Regions from separate parts of the Oryctolagus cuniculus genome. Here region 1 is linked to region 2. A link is a contact called in public Micro-C data. All regions are on one chromosome and are shown on one strand. The core of a region is the stretch at or near the end of the contact, and the rest is flanking DNA. Distances in the headings are between cores, read along the strand shown. Region 1 holds the start of PXDC1 (PX domain containing 1). Region 2 has its middle 43 kb from the start of FAM50B.

The links. A called contact is a pair of places that touch in the nucleus more often than the background predicts.
Region 1: a Micro-C map of ear pinna shows a contact between it and region 2, with 3 times the contacts expected there. The contact joins the promoter of PXDC1 here to the enhancer-like site in region 2. A contact is called at or near these places in 2 of 6 Hi-C or Micro-C datasets (ear pinna and an unstated tissue).

The regions. Positions count from the first base shown.
Region 1 is chr5:166,463,054-166,465,753 of mOryCun1.1, reverse strand. It overlaps PXDC1 (PX domain containing 1), which reads right to left and starts at 1,264. Exons shown (of 5, transcript XM_051842071.2): 1 at 673-1,264. The coding sequence starts at 928.
Region 2 is chr5:166,363,141-166,366,014 of mOryCun1.1, reverse strand. No RefSeq gene overlaps it. Among named protein-coding and RNA genes, the nearest start is that of FAM50B, 43 kb to the left of the region's middle. Within about 2 kb of position 1,389, at least 5 of the 8 cell types and tissues checked have an H3K27ac peak or open chromatin away from gene starts, as enhancers often do. A contact at or near this core is called in ear pinna, where this site is marked.

The DNA.
Region 1 (2,700 bases), core at 15-2,514, 100 kb before region 2:
CAAGTCTCCAAGCTGTGTTCTCTGCTCCTAGGAGCGCTGCCCGAGGAAAGCCCACAAGGGGCAGGTGGCCACCCGGGGCGGGGACGAGGGGGGCTTCCCCGCGGCCCTCTTCCCGCCCCCACTTCCTCCCCTCCCACTCCCTGCCTTCTCCCGGCCTGGCCTCGAAGCGCGCACAGCGGCGGCCAGGACCAGAAGGGAAACCACCGCAGTTTTAAAAAACAGGAGTCCCAAGGCCAAGGCGGGCGGCGGCCGTCACTAATCCAACCCGAATGCGGCTGGGGCCCTGGGCGGAGGCGCTGGGCTGGGCGGCGCGGCCGCGGGCGGGGCGGCCCCCGCCGGGACAGGCCGCGTGGCACCTCGCACTCAGCCGCCCCTCCCAGCCAGGACTCTCAAGGGCGGGGGGTGGGGGGGTAGGAGGCTGCCAGGCCCGACGCGACCCCCAACTCGGACGCTGTGGTCGCGGGTCCCGAACGCTGCCCCCCAGCACCTTCCTGCCGCCGTCCCGGGGTCCCGCGGACCCTGGACAGCCCCGGGGGCGCGCGCGAGCCGGCCTCGCAGATTTGAGCCTGGGGCAGCGGCAGGGCGCGCGTCCGGTCGGCGATGGCCCCTTTCCCGCCCCCGTGCCCGTCCCCGGAGCGCAGCTCCCCCGGGCGTGCCCCCCGGATCCCGCACCTTGGCGCAGCGGCGCGCGCGCCAGCTCCGGCCGGTCCTCCGGGAAGGCGTCGCGGAGTCGCTGCCACAGGCGGCCCAGGTCGGCGAGGCTGCGGTTCAGGTAGAGCACGCTGCGGTCCGACCACTCGGTGCGGATCTCGAAGAACTCCTCCTCGTCGCCGCGCCGGCTGACGATGAGCCTGCGGATGCCGTTCACCCAGCAGCCGCGCACGAACATGTTCACGAGAGACGTGCCCTCAAACACCGCCGAGGCCATGCCGCGGGCCGCGCATGCCCCCCGACGCCCGCCCGGGCTGCGGTCCGTGCGGGGCCGGGATCGCGCTGCGGTCCGTCCCGGCCTGCGCGCAAAGCCGGCGGCGCGCGGAGACGAGTGCGTCGGCCCGGCCGGGAGGCCGCTTTATAAGGCACTTCCCATCGCCGGCGGCGCGGTGGCCGACGTCGAGGCCGGGCCGCGTCCGCCTCCCGCCCGCCTCCCGGGACCGGCCGCGCCCCGGAGCCCGCGCTGCAGCGGCCGCAGCGACCCCGGCGCCGGGCGAGCCTCCGACACCCGAGCGCGCCCCCGCCGCCGCCGCCGGAGGGGACTGGACGCGCCGCGGGGCGGGGCGGGCCCAGCGCGCACGGGGGCGCTCGGGGGAGACTTTTTTTTTCTCTTTCCGTTTCTCGTCCCGCCGGACCGCAGGCGTCTGGGAGCTGCGCGCCGCGGCCCGGCCCGCTAGCGGCGGTGCTGCGAGCTGCGGGTCGCTGGCTGTGGCCGGGGGTCCCGCGGTGTCCCCCGCGATGCACCAGGCCTCCTGGCCCCGCGCCCTCCCGCGCATTCCGGACGTGCCTCCCGCAGGCCGAGGCCCGAGAAGCCGCGGGACCCGTGGAGCCTGGCGGGACGGGGAGGGCGCCCCCGGCCGCACAGTCCGCCCGCCCGCCCGGCGGAGGGGGCCCCGGGACGGCGAGGAGAAAGGGGGGTGTCCTCGGCGGAGCCCGTGGCGCTTTGGGGTCGCGCTGGAGCCGCCGGTGGCCGGGCCGGGCCCGGCTGGGAGATGCTGTCCGGCTACAGCCGAAGCCTAGGACGCGGGGTCGCACCAGCGGCAGCCGGAGGGTCGGCACCGCGCCGCGGGCAGCGGAGAGAGCGGAGAGCGAGGCTGCAGCCCCCCGCGGAGCTCCGAGCAGGCCCCCGCGCAGACCCGGGGTGTGGCCCGGCGGCCCGGCGGCGCCCCCGATCCACAGGTGTCCTCCGCAGTGGCCATCTGGTTTACCTCTACTTCCCTTTACCTCTGGTGCTGCCCGCCCCCCACCCCCCGGGTGGGCAACCTTAAGGAGACTGGGTGACAAACACTGGCCCCTGACCAGCGAAGTCTGGCCGATGCCTCCAGGGAAGGCGCCTGCGACAGAGATGAGCTTCATCTTTCCCCTGCAAGGCCCCAGGGAGCACAGCCTGGTCCTCCCTGGCCGGCGCCGCCAGGCCCCCTTGGCTGTGTGCTGTCCTCAGCCTTCATTCCCTACTGCCCCGAGCCCTAACTTGGTGAAGCTGCCCTTCAGCCTGCACACTTGAGGGTTAACAACACTGTTGACGAGAGGACGATACTTTCCTAGAACTGATGTTGGCTTAAAGAGCCCTGGGGCCGGGGCCATGTGGAAGCAACCCATCAAAGCCCCGTTTAAAACTGTGGGGTTGATACTGTTTTAAAGAAAAATCACCCAAAATCTGGCAATAGGGAGAATGGATGTAGTCATCTCTTTTTAAAAAAAGATTTATTTATCTGAGAGGCAGAAATACAGAGAGAGGGGGGCAGAGGCAGAGAAAGAGAGAAGTCTTCCATCCTCCCAAATGGCCACATGGCCAGGCCGAAGCCAGGAGCCAGGAGCTTCCTCTGGGTCTCCCGCTTGAGTGCAGGGGCCCGAGGACTTGCGCCATCTTTTGCTGCTTTCCCAGTTGCATTAGCAGGGAGTGGATTGGAAACGGAGCAGCAGGGACTCGAACCGCACCCCTGTTGGATGCGGGCACTGCAGGTGATAGCTTCACCTGCTGTACCACAG
Region 2 (2,874 bases), core at 140-2,639:
CGCCTCCGTGTTGCCATGGCAGCCCCGCTCCTGGGTTTGCTGGGAAGGAGTGAGAGGGAGCACGCAAGGGCTCAGACAGCCCCCCCACACACAGGGACAGTGCATGGGCTCAGGCAGCCCCCCACACACACAGGGACAGTGCATGGACTCAGGCAGCCCCCCCCCACACACACACAGGGAGCGTGCATGGACTCAGGCAGCCCCCCCCACACACAGGGAGCGTGCATGGGCTCAGGCAGCCCCCCCCACACACACACACAGGGACAGTGCATGGGCTCAGGCAGCCCCCCCACACACACAGGGACAGTCATGGGCTCAGGCAGCCCCCCCACACACACACAGGGACAGTGCATGGGCTCAGGCAGCCCCCCACACACACACAGGGACAGTGTATGGGCTCAGGCAGCCCCCCCCCACACACACAGGGACAGTGCATGGGCTCAGGCAGCCCCCCCCCCCACACAGGGACAGTGCATGGGCTCAGGCAGCCCCCCCACACACACAGGGACAGTCATGGGCTCAGACAGCCCCCCCCCACACACACAGGGACAGTCATGGGCTCAGGCAGCCCCCCCCCACACACACACACAGGGACAGTGCATGGACTCAGGCAGCCCCCCCCCCCACACAGGGACAGTCATGGGCTCAGACAGCCCCCCCCCACACACACACAGGGACAGTCATGGGCTCAGGCAGCCCCCCCACACACACAGGGACAGTGCATGGGCTCAGGCAGCCCCCCCACACACACACAGGGACAGTGCATGGGCTCAGGCAGCCCCCCCACACACACACAGGGACAGTCATGGGCTCAGGCAGCCCCCCCCCACAGGGACAGTGCATGGACTCAGACAGCCCCCCACACACACACACAGGGACAGTGCATGGGCTCAGGCAGCCCCCACACACACACACACAGGGACAGTCATGGGCTCAGGCAGCCCCCCCCCCCACACACACAGGGACAGTGCATGGGCTCGGGCAGCCCCCCCTCAGGGACAGTGCATGGGCTCAGGCAGCCCCCCCTCAGGGAGCGTGCATGGACTGGGGCAGCCCCCCCCCCATTCAGCTTCGCACACTGGGCTCCGTGCAGGAGGCTGGAGTTCTCTAAGTATTCTTGTAGCAACAGAGATGCACACGAGGACAGCCTCCGGCAGGGAGTCCCCGTCCACGCAGGTGTCAGGGATCCTACAGTGAGGACTGCTGTGACGGCTCGAAGAGCAACCCGCAGGAAGGCAGGAGGAGGAGGAGGAGGAGACGCCGGGCTCTAGAGAACAGCCGCGGCTGCCGTGCACCTGCGAGCCCGGGTGCCCGGATGCCCAGCGACCGCCTCCCTCCCTGCCCTCCGATTTCCGGCTGGAACGGCAGCGTGGCCACGCTGACAGAGCCCGGCCTCGAGGGGCCCTCTGCCCTCCTTGGCTGGGCCGGCCTGGGCGTCGACTCGCTGCATTTCCTCTTCGCTCATCTGAGTCAAGCTTGGAATTTTCCAGTAGAAATGTTTGCCAGGCAACTGAAGTGCTAAACCGAAGCAGAAGGAGGTTGAGAAGAACCGGCGTGCTGACCAGAGATGTCCCGTCAGACGGGCCACACCTCGATGCCAGCACAGAGCACCCTGGCCGAGGACCTCTGGGGATGCCGGCCCCTGCCTCCTCTACCTCCAGGCACACCCGGGGGCCCCAGGCCAAGCTGCAGAGGAGCCCAGTGAAGCACGGCAGGCCTCGCATGGCTCCTGGGCCTGCGGCACATTCCAGAAGCCGCTTCCTGCGTTCTGCTGCGGGGCGGGCTCAGGATATCCACGCCCCGGTCTCTGCCGCTGTCCCTGCCAGCCTGGCCCTGGGGCTGGAAGATCTTACGCCTGCGGTTGGCTTTTGTTGCTGTTCCTAAGATCAGCGGATGCTTGGATTGTGTGTGAGTGTGGCAAAGGTGAACTCCGGTTCTGCCAGGATAGACTCTGCCTTCTAGTTTACTGCAGTTCTCAGTCTCATCCCCCAAGGGAGAAAAAGTGAAAACACCTCCCCTTTCTATGGGGTTCGCTGGGACCCACATGTGTAGCCTGGGATGAATAGAAACACAGTGAATTGATGCTGAGTTCTACAACTCCAGACTGCATGAACTTGGCAGAAGTAGAGCACGGGCCCTGGCAGCAGAGGGGAGGAGCCAGTGGGAGGCCCTCTTCCAGGTGGCAGACCGCCAGCGTCTCACTGCCCTTCAATGAGGTGGGAAGGGGGCGAAAGCCCCTCTGGGGTCCCTTTCATCAGGGCATGAATCCTGTGCGGGCTCCAGCCTCAAGACCTCCTCACGCCCCCAAACCCCACCTCCTAAGACCATGGCCTCAGGCAGTGAGGATTTCAAGTTAGGAAATTTGCAAGGAAATGAACAAAGTTCAGACCACAGCATTGAGGTCCTGCACCCTGCCCCCTGCCCCCTCCGCTGTGACCTGGCACACACCCCGCGGGATGAGATGGACGTGCAAATCTCAGCACCTGGCGTAGAACAGGTTCCCAGTCATTAGCAACAAATCCTCTCCCGGCACCCTCGACCTCCCACGCCCGTGTCAGGTTCTCGCCCGCATCTCACAGCCACCCCCTGAGACACACTCTGTCTTTTACCTTTAAAGACATGGGGGGGGGTGGCAAACCAAGCTCCTCTGGGAGGGGCACGTTTCATAGAGGTAGAGTGTTGGGCTTCAGACCCGAGGGTGTGTGTTTTCAAAGTGGCTCTCAAATGAAGGAAGAGAGAGAGAGAGAGACAGAGAGAGAGAGAGAGAGAGAGAGAGAGTCTTCCATCTGCTGGTTCACTCCCCAAATGGCTGCAACAGCCAGGGCTGGGCCAGACCAAAGCCAGGAGCCTGGGACTCCATGGGTCAGGTCAGGG